3 separate regions of the Mus musculus genome follow, and all the other regions are linked to region 2. Evidence: chromatin contacts called from public ChIA-PET and HiChIP or PLAC-seq data. All regions are on one chromosome and are shown on one strand. The core of a region is the stretch at or near the end of the contact, and the rest is flanking DNA. Distances in the headings are between cores, read along the strand shown.

Evidence for each region. HiChIP or PLAC-seq counts read pairs in DNA pulled down with a chosen protein or histone mark. ChIA-PET counts read pairs in DNA pulled down with a chosen protein or histone mark.
Region 1: a contact with region 2 is called in an RNA polymerase II ChIA-PET map of memory CD8 T cells, with 48 read pairs. The contact joins two enhancer-like sites. A contact is called at or near these places in 1 of 484 Hi-C or Micro-C datasets (pro-B cells), 7 of 115 datasets of contacts at active chromatin or transcription factors (the 230-238 cell line, effector CD8 T cells, extraembryonic endoderm stem cells and 4 more) and 1 of 9 other capture datasets (embryonic stem cells).
Region 3: a contact with region 2 is called in a RAD21 HiChIP or PLAC-seq map of pro-B cells, with 4 times the contacts expected there. The contact joins two enhancer-like sites. A contact is called at or near these places in 5 of 39 promoter capture datasets (embryonic stem cells, liver, pre-B cells and 2 more), 2 of 15 datasets of contacts at CTCF or cohesin (large pre-B cells and pro-B cells), 13 of 484 Hi-C or Micro-C datasets (B cells, ECoMG-derived neutrophils, astrocytes and 9 more), 8 of 115 datasets of contacts at active chromatin or transcription factors (astrocytes, effector CD8 T cells, embryonic basal ganglia and 4 more) and 1 of 9 other capture datasets (embryonic stem cells).

The regions. Positions count from the first base shown.
Region 1 is chr14:25,159,744-25,164,155 of GRCm38.p6, reverse strand. No RefSeq gene overlaps it. Among named protein-coding and RNA genes, the nearest start is that of 4930572O13Rik, 19 kb to the right of the region's middle. Within about 2 kb of position 2,280, at least 27 of the 459 cell types and tissues checked have an H3K27ac peak or open chromatin away from gene starts, as enhancers often do. A contact at or near this core is called in the 230-238 cell line, effector CD8 T cells, memory CD8 T cells and 1 more, where this site is marked.
Region 2 is chr14:25,545,129-25,548,968 of GRCm38.p6, reverse strand. The region is part of intron 3 of Zmiz1 (zinc finger, MIZ-type containing 1); the gene reads right to left. Among named protein-coding and RNA genes, the nearest start is that of Mir3075, 13 kb to the right of the region's middle. Within about 2 kb of position 1,543, at least 73 of the 459 cell types and tissues checked have an H3K27ac peak or open chromatin away from gene starts, as enhancers often do. A contact at or near this core is called in the 230-238 cell line, effector CD8 T cells, memory CD8 T cells and 1 more, where this site is marked.
Region 3 is chr14:25,122,617-25,126,568 of GRCm38.p6, reverse strand. No RefSeq gene overlaps it. Among named protein-coding and RNA genes, the nearest start is that of Gm32224, 3.4 kb to the left of the region's middle. Within about 2 kb of position 2,463, at least 20 of the 459 cell types and tissues checked have an H3K27ac peak or open chromatin away from gene starts, as enhancers often do. A contact at or near this core is called in pro-B cells, where this site is marked.

The DNA of each region.
Region 1 (4,412 bases), core at 1,031-3,530, 390 kb after region 2:
TAAAGAGTTTTCCAGAACCGTTTGAGATCAGCACTGTTGTGTGCAAGGCATCTATGGTAAAACTGGATCACTTTAGGGGCACATTGGGTGAGTTTTGTCTGTGATGGGAAATCCTACAGCAGCACACCTGAGACCTCACCTACTGTCCCAGCACCTGCTCCTGTGTTCACACTGTCATCAGTCTCCCTCATGATGGCACATGGTCACCCATGTTCTTCATCTCCTGCTCCTACCTAGGTATTTCTACTCCTGCTCCTTAGAGTCATTTGACAGACATGTACTGGGCATGACTTTGATCTTACACTAAAGTTATGTCCTTCTGACCAACGGTGGTGTGCCTCTTCTCCAGTGACTAGTGCCTGCTGATGTGTAGTCTTTGGTGGAGGTCTGCTCAGATACTCCACCTCTTTCAAGACTGTGTGTCGTTTCCTTTTTGTTGGGGCATATGAGTTTCAGATATATTCTAGATACACACTCTTTCTCTAACAGATACACATCTTACAATTATTTCCCCCATCTGTGGATCATATTTTCATATACTCAATGGTCCTGAGAAGGGCAAAGGCATCTTATTTTGATCAAATCCAGTCTAACAATTTCCGTTCTCACAGAACTTTCTGTGTAAATACATTTGAATAGGATTACAAAGGTACAATTATGCTTTCTCTTACTATTTTTAACTGCATATGTCAATTGTCTTTGAACTTAATGTTCCCAGACTACATTTTGCCTAATCATACTTCATTATTCTTTTAACACCCTTCTGAAATCTGATACATATACATATTTATTTAGAATTTTTACATATAAATTCCCTAGTAATGTTACTTTATGGATTTTTTTTTTTAGTTTTTGTATATTGTATTTGTCAGGCATAGTTATTAAAGCTATTCCAACTTGGGGCAAGGGAGATGACTCAGAAGGTAAAATGCTTACTGCGTAGGCATGAGCCCGGGTTGAGCTACCTAGCACTCAATGTATGATATAAGTGGTGGGTTACATCTATAACTACAGCCTAGCCCTGGGAAGGCAGAGACAGGAGGGTCCCAGGGTTTCACTAACCAGCCAGTCTAGCTAAAACAGCACACTGTAAGTTCAATGAAGAGACTGTGTCTCAGTAAACATGGTAGCAGGGTGGGGTGGGGCTGGAGAGGTGGCTTGGTGGGTAAGAGCATTTATTGCTTTTGCAGAGGACCTGGATTTGGTTCCCAGAACCCACATGGTGACTCACAACCATCTGTAAATTCAGTTCCAAGACCAAAGCCATCATCTGGCCTCCAGAGTCTACAGTATAGCGCTGTGCACGTGCACACACACACACACACATACACACACACACACACACGAGCATGCATACACACACACACAAATGAAAAATATTCCAACTAATAAAAATGAATTGGATATCATTTTTAGACACCCTAGAAAAGTGTATAGACATTGGAAACAGTTTAATCTCTTGAAATTATTTTAAAAAATCTTTTGACAAACCATTCTACAAAGCTATTTAAGCCTTTTTTTTCCTTAGTGAAAAAAATGTTTAGCAATACAATCCTTTAAATTTTCCCTCCAAGTTCTTTGGGGTTTCATCTGATGAAATGTCTACCTTTCTAGGTAATTTTAGCAATTTAGGTTTTTGACTAAAATGCTGTTTCACTTTATGCCAACATCTTCCATACTGCCATGCCTGGGATCTCACCTCAGGGCTACAGGGTGCTTCACGTCACACCGATGCATACCTTCTCTTTGCTATCAGCATCCTGAGTATTCTCTTCTAGCTCTCACATTTCTCAGGTGGACCAGCTGGCAGACTCCCTGGTCTATAGGTTGCCATGCCCTATGCTCCCTAGGCCCCACCCTGGTCTTGATGATTTCTTTTAGTTTCTAAGAAACGTTGGTTAACCGAAAAAAAAAAAGTAAAATATCAGTTTTCTCGAGAAAGCACAACAGACATTTCAGGGAGGTTCCACAGAGGAAGATGCTGAGTTTCAGAGAAATTCGGAAGGATGTGGTGGAGCCGAGGTTGGATGCCAGACAAACACATCTTGCAGATCACACTTCACGCTTGAGTGGTGATGAAATTGCTAGGCTGAAAACCACTGATCCACTCAAACACTGGGAGACAATATTCTTGAAAAACATGGCCCCCCTCAAACACTAGGAGACAATACTCCTTAACTCTTGGGGTGCAAGCAAGCTCAAAGCCTGCTCCTTGGGTGTTGAGCCCAATGATGACCCCGACCTTCCTTTGTAGGGCTGTGGGTGTGATACCCACATCCTCCAGTGGAGAATGCCCACATGGGGCTTCAGAGCCTTCCTAGCTGTGAAGGGTTTGATGTGAGTGTCGGGTGAGTGTGTGCATAAAAAGAAGGCAGTAGACCAAGCTGTGTCAGCACAGCCAGGATAAAAGAGGTTGGACCAGTGTCTGGCAATATCCAAGGACATGGTCTCCAAAAGATGCTCTCAGGAACAGAGAGTGCTACCTAACTCTACCATGGCCTATGCCCCTCTGCCTCCAAAGCTTCCTCCATTAAACATGGACTTTAGTTCAAAGATCAAGTACAATATAAACAATCTGGTGGTTGTGGGATCCTGTCTGCCACCCTGAATTAATATACAGTCATATTGAGCTTATAAAGGGTACAGAAGGGCAGCCTATGCTTCACAGTCAGAGACTTTTCCAAGCTTCAGTTCTGCTTCTTCCAGGAAGCCCTCAAATGTCTCCATGCAGGGCTGATGTGATGCCTTGGCCTCCCCGGGCCTCTTTGGTTTCAACTCTCAGTGACCTCCCTCAGGCTCGGTCTTATGATCATTTATTTATTATTCCATTTAAGGAAGCATCTGGGAAGCAGAGAAAGGGGCTGGGACATGAATGTCTGTGCCCAGCTCTCTCCTCCCCACTTTTATTCTAGAATGTGGAATGGTGCTATGAATGGGCTGCAGCAGTGTACAAGTCAGACAAGATGTCCCTGTAGATCATAAATGGCTCTGATATGCAGTGATGGGTCCTTTTGAGAAGACAGGAGGCAAAGGGGAAGGACTTGAGGGAAAAGATCAGTGAGGAGATCAGCTAAGGTGAACCAGGGGAGGGATGAACAGAAAGAGGGATGGACAAGGTGCCAAGGTTGACACGCAGCACAGTTATTCTCTGGTGTCTCTTAGCACCTTGTTCGTCTCTCCATGTAACCATGTAATCCTGTCATCACTAAGACCGGCCAGGTGCCCCACCCAGCTTGAGAGTGAAGGCTCTTTGTCAAAGCACAATAACCCAACAGAGTTACCTCCAAGCCATGAGTATTGCCCTGGGTATATTAGTCACCTATTTGTCACTGTGACCAAAATGTTGGTACAGCTATTTTAGTGTGTGTGTGTGTGTGTGTGTGTGTGTGTGTGTGTGTGTGTTTGCTGTATTTTTGGCTAAGGTTTCAGAGGGTTCTCTCCATCATGATGGGAGAGTGTGGAGATGTAGAACAGCTCACATCATGGGGGCTAAGAACAAAGAGAATCTCTGTACTTGGAGCTCCCATCTCTCCCTCTCTATCCCATAAGGAGTGGTATGGTCCGAATTCCAGTGGATCTTACCTATAGCCAGTTAATCCTTTCTGAAAATATCTTCAGACATCCCAAAGGTCTGTTTCTGTGTTCTAGGAGTCTCTAACTGTAGCCAGATTGACAATGGAGGTAAACCACTGTAGCCTGTCTTTAACCTAGACCACAGTTACCGATCAGGAGGGTTGCTCAGCATCTGTCTAGTTGGGTCAGCCAAGTGGGGAGACTATTCTAAGCCTATTTGCTGTGTGGCAATCCCAGATGCTCTTCTGCCCCACAAGGACAGCTATGCTTGGCTTCTGGATCCCAGATCCCCTCAAAGCTCATGGGACAGGTAAGTGTGCATGTGCTTAGCCAGCCTGTGAGAGCCCACAGATGAACAGATGAGGAGAGCCATATTCTTTCTATCTTCTCCAGCACAGTGTATTGAACTGGGGCTTTAGCCCACAACCCTTGGGGGATTGTGACAAACACTGACTTAGTAATAGTCTCCTCCTTCTTTCTCAGAGAGGAAAAGCAAGGCTCTGGGGTGTTCTGGGAGGGCATAACTGATGTGCCTCGACTTTGGATGTCTTCCTGGGTGACAGAAACAGAATGTGAAGATGCAATCTTGAACAGGACAGGAACTCTACTCTTACCTTGGTGCTCTTACTGAGCAGGTCCCTGTGGTCACTAAGAAGATGATGACTTTGTGGTTTGCCACCAATGAATGTATTCTGTCTGGAGGATTGGAGCAGACATCACAGTTGGATGGTAGCACATGTCCTTGGAAGGAGGAATTGAGTTCTGTATAATCAAAAAAGGCAATGGGGATTACTCTCCTCTCCTAAGGAAAGCCGTGGGTGAGTATTCAATCTGAAATG
Region 2 (3,840 bases), core at 294-2,793:
AAGTCAATCACCTGGGAGGCCAGTGGCCCTCTGCCTCGCCAGGCTGACAGATGACGGGGAGGGAGAGGAAGCTTGCCAGGCAGCCAGTGGGGGTGGGAAGGCCAAGGTGGAAAAAATCAGAGCAGGGTTTGAAAGATGAAGAAATAAACCTGCCAGGAGGGAGACAGCCTCAATCTGTCCTCCATAAAGCTGTCTCAGGGCCACCAAGGACGTCGGCGGATGGAGGGGACCGGAGATAGCTCCTCCTGGAACCTCTGCTGCCCCCACAGCCCAGCTGGCCTCCAGATCTGACTTGGTGAGGGTTCCAAAGAGGGACCTGGCTGGGTTTCTGGGGCATAGCGGGTGACAGGAGGGGAAGGTGGGGGCCTGAGGCCTTTTTTATTTTTTTTTGGCTTTCCTAACCATTTGCACACAGATACAGAAGGCACTCGATACTGACATCTGGACCAAGTGAATGGAGGAAGGCATTGTCATGTTTGCAGTTAACAGAAAGAGCTTGGGCACAGCTGAGTTGGCTTCAGGGTGAACCACAGGCAACCTATGTCAAACTACAAAACTGAGCCTCTTGGTACCTAGCTCCCAGGCCCATGTAAATCCACCTTCTCTAGAAGCTTCCTTGTAGGGTGGGCACCTCCTCATGGCATCCTTGGTAGCACCCATCCTAGCAAGTGTGGGCAGGAGAAAACTAACTGTCACGTACTCTCATTCTCTCCTTGGGGCCATGAAGAACCCTGGTTTTTAAAAACAGTGACCCTCAAAATCTGCTCATGACGTACGATCAACAGATGAAAGGATCTTAGGAAGTGACAAGGCGGGGTAGGGGGTGGGGGGGAGGCGGGGAGCCCAGTGCAAGGCAAGAAGGAACCCTTGGGCAGAGTCAGGGCAGTTCTGTTTTTCTCCTTCCACTTCTGTGACTGTCAGGCTGGCCACAAGTAACACGCGTTACTAAGGAAAACAGGACATTATTAAAATCGGCAACGAAGATGTGGCTCCCACTAAATGCTGCTGCCTTCCTGAGTTTATGGCACAAACTCAAAGAAACCCAGGTTGCATCAGACAGTGAACACCACTCAGAATCTTTCTCTGAGACCCGCAGTCCCAGAAGAAGACTGTGTCAGCCTTGTCTTTACTGTGTGACACTGGTCATGCTCTGTCCTTCTCTGTGTGCCGATGTGCTTCCTGAACTTGCCTTCTCACTTCACAGGCTGTGCATGAAGACAAAGGGGTCTTGACAGATTATATCTAAAGTGCAAGTAAGGCTCAGAGAGCTTCTTCTATGAGTGGGCCACTGTCGGGCTGGAGGGCAGCTGAGGTACTTCTCAGGCAGGGTGGAGGAGTCTGGCCCTGACTCAGGAGGCTGGGGACCAGCTGAAGAGCCACTGTTTACAGTGGAAACAGCCTTGGAGCAGGCTCACTTTTCCACTGTTTTTGTGGCACTGCTTTGGGGGGTGGGGTGGGGTGGGGGTGGTGCAGGGCTTCCTGAGAGCGGGCCAGCTTACCAAGGCCGCATGGAGCCCAGCCCCGTGTCGGCCTCCAGCAGGAAACACATGTTTTCATTTCACAGGTCCTGCTAGGCAGTGTGTGCAGGCTGGGCTGCACGGAGACTCAGGATGTCACTCCTCCAGCAGCTTCAGCCACAGGTACCCATCATATTTCACGCTGCGAGCAGCTGAGCACCCAGGAGCACTCTGCAGACCACAACCCAGGCTGGCAAATTTCCAACCCAGTGGAACTGTTCTAGGCCCAGGGTGGCAGCAATGCCAGTGGACCACTGCACACTTATAACGGGCCAGCCAGGGCGGCAGCCTCAACGTCTAGGGGTAAAAGAAGGATTTCACTGTCTCTTGCTCTGATCCTGGTGAGCTGTTCCGGGTTTCATGCATCGTCTTTGGCTTGAGGTCAGAGACATGCAGGAAGAGATCTCCCTCGGGAGAACAGGTGCAGACTGGAGCTGTGGCGGATAGAGGCCAGAGCTATGCATTTACTCTAAGGGCTCTGGGCCTTTCTAGACAAACACTTCTCAACTCCAGGCCTTGGTTTCCCCCCAAGGCAGGAGACACTCAATGGCTGCATCCTCAGAGTCCCTGGCCCTTAACATCTCCATTTGGCTTGTTCAATGAGCTCTTTACCACCCTAGCATCCCATCTCTGATGAACAGTTTGAACATGCTAGTCCCCACCCGTACTAGACTTCCATTTTAAAGGCTGGGCTTGCAAGAGGGCAACTATTCTGTAGAAGGGGTTCCCAACATGAATATCCCCTCCATGGAAACTGAGAAGAAATAGCCTTGTGTTCTTCTACTAACTCAACGTTCACTGGCTCCCCACTGCCCATCAAACAAAGGTGTGCCCACAGGGCTTTGTCCTGTGACAGGCCTCCTAGGAGTCTCTCTGGAGCTCTACCTGAGTGCTCAGCTATGGGACTAGCTTTGGCTTTCTTCCTGATGTCTCATGTTCTATCCAGTTCAGCATGGCTTCTCCCTGTGCCTCTCATAGGAGCTGTGGGTCTCAGGCAGCCCTACAGAAGACTCTCTTTGGTTCTGCAGCTACAGTAAACTGGGTACATTGACTACCTTAGAGGATGCTAAGAAGGCTCCTACCTGGGTGTCCTGTGCCACAGCTGACAGCATGGGATATGCTGGCCATTTTGGTATTCCTGGATAAGGCTAGCTCCCACTGGATGGCAAGGATCCATCCTCCCTCTTTATTACTCTACACACTTTCTTCCTGGACTTACCCCGACTAGTCAGAAAATAAGATGAGCCGAGCCCAGGTGCTTTGCAGATAGCATTGCTGTGGCTCTCCAAGCAGCTCCCTGTCTTATGGGAACTAACAGGGAGCCAGCCCTATCCCTGTAAAGATGCAGGTGGCTCCCTATGCCCATGGTTGAGGCTGGGGCTCAGGCCTGAAAGTCAGGTGGGGCCAGTTCACATTCTGGCTCTGCCTTCCACTGGGTGTGTGGCCATGGGTGGAGTGCTTAGCGTAGCCATCAGTGCCTTAGTTTACAAACAATTTGTGGTTGGTGTTAAGTCCCGCCCCCCTCCCCAAGCAGAGTCTTACTATTTAGTCGGAGTTAGCTTCAAACTTGAGGTAATCCTCCTTTGGCGCAGTCGGAGTTAGCTTCAAACTTGAGGTAATCCTCCTTTGGCGCCGGCAATGCTCTGAACTGTAGGCGAGTACCCCCACGCCAGGGTTAAAACAAACATCTAGGAAGTTTAAGTTAGATGGCGTACACAAAGAAATGAGAGCAAGTACTAACCAATACAGCTACCATTAAGGCTCTCCTGACACACAGCGCATAGTCTCAAGCAGTCATGTGCACCCCACACGGTGACACCTTGACTGACTGCTAAATTTGGGTTCAGTGGCCTTGGGCAAGTCACTTGCGCTCACCATTTAGCCATCAAAGTAGATTCTTAAAATTCTTCCTCAGTCCCCTCCTATGCCTCTGGTTACCTCAGTGCCAGAGCTAGCAGGGTGTCCTCCGTTCCTGCAGCCCTCTAACCTATTTTCACAGGGGCCACGCCCTATGCCTTCACAGCTTGGAGGCCTCTGAGGAAGGATGCCCGGGCACTGGTCAGTGCATTCTGGGGCAGAGCCGGGAGATCTGGGAAACTCACATAGTTCAGTGTCAGACGATGCCTCTCCCTGGAGCTCTGTGTTCATTTAAACACCCGAATTATCACACGGCCCACAGCTCAAGGCTGGAGATCGCTTGCTTCCTTTCTGTTATAAAGGGCTTGCTTCCAGGAAGAGACATTCTCTAACTACAGGTAGGCAGCGCTGTACCTAGTTGGGGTTAAGTCCAGGAAGAAAGTATGTAAAGAGTAATAAAGGGGCC
Region 3 (3,952 bases), core at 1,214-3,713, 420 kb after region 2:
AATTGAATTTCTTGGTAAGTTAGAAGATGTGCTAATGAGTACTAATGTGTGGCCAGGAGGGCTGAGGGTAGGTTCAGGCTCGGGCACGAGCTGGGTCAGTTTTACCTCTGCCTCTGGGAGCCCCAGCTTTACCCACCTGCTGCCTCCTCCTGGCTTAGGTACACATCTACCCACCAGCGTGCTATTTGTCCCTGGCACTGCCCTAGCTCATGTCCAGGCCGTCCTAAGTCCCTTCAGTCCACCATGACCCTAAATTGCCCTCTCTATCTCTATAGTACTGAAGCATTTGAGGCTACCTGCAGCTTGCAGAATTGGACTAGAGTTGTTCAGTCTGATGCTGAGTGTTGGAGTGTTTGTCTGGAAAGTTTTGTCATCAGACCCATGAATAACTCATTTTCCAATTTCCTAAGATGTTTTAAGATGCCCCTCCAGTGAAGCCAGGCCTGGTCATCCTCCACTAAGTCCCTGGCCCACCCTATCACCCCTCTTGGTGATCCTTAGCAGATCCACAGGCAGCTCAGAGAGAGGCACGTGCTAGGGCCTGAGGTCCCTGCTGGATCTCTTGTATATGTGTGGGGAAGCCACTCCACTATTGTCTGCTAAAGCTAAATGAGGGAGACACATGTCTATGTCCCATTCCTTACCAAGTCATTTCTCTGCCTCTCTTGTGTTTGGATTAAAGACATACTCAGTTAGCTGAGTATAGTGGTACATGACTTCAATGCCAGCACTTGGGAGGCAGAGGCAGGTAGATCCTTGTGGGTTTCTGTAGACTAGCCTGGTCTACAGAACAAGTTCCAGGACAGCCAGGGCTACGTAGTGAAACCTTGTCTCCCCTGACTCCAAACCAGGACAGTAAGTATTCATTTTTATGGTTGCAGTGTTTGTGAATCCAGTGTATAATAATCAAACAAAGACAATAACATTTCTATCCCCTTAGATCCTGACCTGTTTGTTATGTGTAGAACATTTAAAGACCTCTCATGTGCTGATTTTGAGATCTACAATATTATTGTTAACTATGTTCATCCAATTGCACACAAAAACAGTGTTGTTGTGTGTCATATTTTGTGGGGGAGTACATGCAGTCTCACATGTGTACATATGTGCATGTGTGTGCATGTGTATGTGTGTGCATGTGTATGTGATATATAGAGAGGGGGAGGGGGAAGGAGAGGAAGAGAGTGCATGTAACCAGCAGTCAAGGTCAAGTGTCCTCCGTATTGCCCAGTACCTGATTTCACTGAACTTGGAGTTCACCACGTGCCTAAAGTCACTCGGCTCCAGGCATCCTCCTGGCTCCACGTCTCTGTGCTGGGATTACAGGTGCACACTCACAGCACATGGCGTTTTACCTGTGTGCTGGAGTTTGAACTCAGGTCCTACTGCTTACACATGTGCCTTCCGACCTAGCCATCTCCCCATCCATCCCCTTGCCACGTGTTGTTTGAGTATTGTAGGTGTATGCATTTCTATGCAAAGCGCACAGCATTGGATGTTGAAAAAAATGAGCAACTTGAGGCTCAGAGAGGCAGAGCAACTTACCCGGCTCACACAGCCTCTACTTGCTGTACTTTTGCCAGATCCCCATCCCTGAGCCTAGAGGTGAAATCCCTGCTCCTTAGCCAGCATCCGTTCTTCACAAGCTACCCAGGCCATTACTGAAGTGTGAACGTTAGGAAAGAAGGCTTTGCCAGCCAGCCATGGCATGTCACCACCCTGATATACTGAAGAGGGTCATTTTCACCTCTGCCGTGTAACATTGGGTATACATTTTTCTCTTTCTGCCCCTGTGGTCCATATCTATAAAATGTGTTCAGTACCCTCCTTCTAGGGATGTGAGATACTAGTTCATTTTTTCAACCCTCTAAGTAATTTCTCTGTAAGTGATTTGCGGATTCCCAGCTCAGGACATTCCACCCCCTTTGAACCACTGCCCGAGCTCACTTTTGCATTAATATCTGACCACCCTGCCCTGCAGACCTATCCACAGAGGGATATTAAATGCACCATGCCGTTTTCTACGAAGCAGCTCTACAGCACACTCAACTCCCCACCTTGAATGTGGTTGCTACTGGGTTTCAGAAGCAATGAGAGGATCCCTAAAAAGGAAAGAGTGGGGAGGCAATGGATGGTCAGACACAAAAACAAGTGTGGATGTGTTTTTGACTGCAGGTGCAGTGCAGCCTGGGGTGGGGGCAGTAGCTGGAACAGCTAGTAGCTAACAAGGGATCGCCCCCTGCAGGGAGAAGGTGCTGGACCCCAGCATGGTGGCTAGTGGGACTTGCAGGCTCCTGGTTCCCTGATCTCAGGGCTGCCTCCACTTTGCAGCCTCTGTCCCTGAGCCTGGCTCCTGCCAACGTTTATCCACAGCAGCCTCACAGCCACTGCAGAGCAAACAAAGGCAGAGGTGCTCCTGTAGACAGCGCACCACGGCTGGGAAACAGGGGCTGTCTGTACCTTTCGATGCTGTCACCCCATTAATCTTGTACCTCTGCAGCCCTTCTGAAGAGCACACTCAGAGTGGCCCATTCATTACAGCTCTAATAACAGCGGCGGGCATGAAAGTGCCAGGCTGTGGAGGAGCCGGCCTCTGTAGCTGCACAAAGCCAATACTTTTTAAATACATTTACACAGCAATAAATAAAAGCGGTCTCAGTTTACCTCGGTATTAAACTCTATTTGCGCGTCAGAGTTAAGGGCCGCATTTGTGTCTTGCTATTCAAATTTATTCGTGTGCAGCTCTGAGCCCGACTGCATTTATTTCATCGTGTAGTAATGGTGGCTGAAGCTTAAGGGGCCTTTCATCACCAGGCTGCCCTCATTAAGGGCTCTGCTCCAGGCTCCTGGGCTCAATTCGGCCACCGTGAAGACCACCCCCATTAACCAGAGGGAAGGACAAGGCAAAGAACTGATAGGGCTTCATTAGCCTCCCCTGGCAGCTGGCTGGCCAGGAGCCAGGGACTAGTAAGGTCCCTGTCCCCCAAACTCTGCCACAGAGATGATTCCCTAAAGGGTTAGATGTATCTTCCACCCACCCTTCCTCCACGTACAATATTGAGTCCCAGGGGCATCGCTAGAGCAGGTGGGGCTCTGGCACGGCAAAGATCCATTCAAGATCATTCTGACCTTGGATGGCTTGTTTCAAGGCTGGTCAGTTTGGGAGCATGTTCACCATTGGAAGCAGTTCAATGCAACCGCTGTGGACAATTCCTTCCCTCCACAGGCAGCTCAGAGTTCAACGGGCCCCTCTGCTTTCCTTCAGAGGCTCTGGGACGAGGAAAAAGAACACCATCGATGTTCAAGCTTGGCGGGCAATAAATCTCTTGCCTGTAGCTTGTGGAAACACTGTCCAGAGGCCTTCTGATATTAGGAACCCAAAGCTCCAGAACTTCAAATCCTCGAACATTGTCCTTGGGTTGAGGCCAAGGCAAGTAGGCACATGGTACCTGCTGGCCATGGCCGGAGGACTTTCCGGGATGGGGTGGGGCTCTGTGTAGATAATAAAGACAAGGTTTGCATTTGTCGGTAGAGGAGGAATGCATGCGCCTGTGGAGGTCAGAGGTCAACTCACAACATCACTTGTACAGGAGCCCTCTACCTTGTTCCTTTGAAACAGTCTCTCCCTTGTACTTGAAGCTCTATGCTTTCAGCTATGCCGATTGACCATGGAGCCCCAGGGACCAGCTTGTCTCTCCCTCCCCAATGTTGGAATTACAAGGTCATGCCACCATAACCTTTTCACATGAGTGCTAAGGGATCCAAATTCAGGTCCTCGTGCTTGTGCAACAAGTACTTTATTGACCGTAGGGATTTGTGACATCAACGGAAGAGCCTCAAGAAGGTGTCATGAGAATACCTGGATCCCCTTACATGTGTCAAATGGTGGCATCTTATTTCCAAGCAAAATCTAGCTCTTGGTGACCTGTTCTCAAATTCACCTGGGGTGATC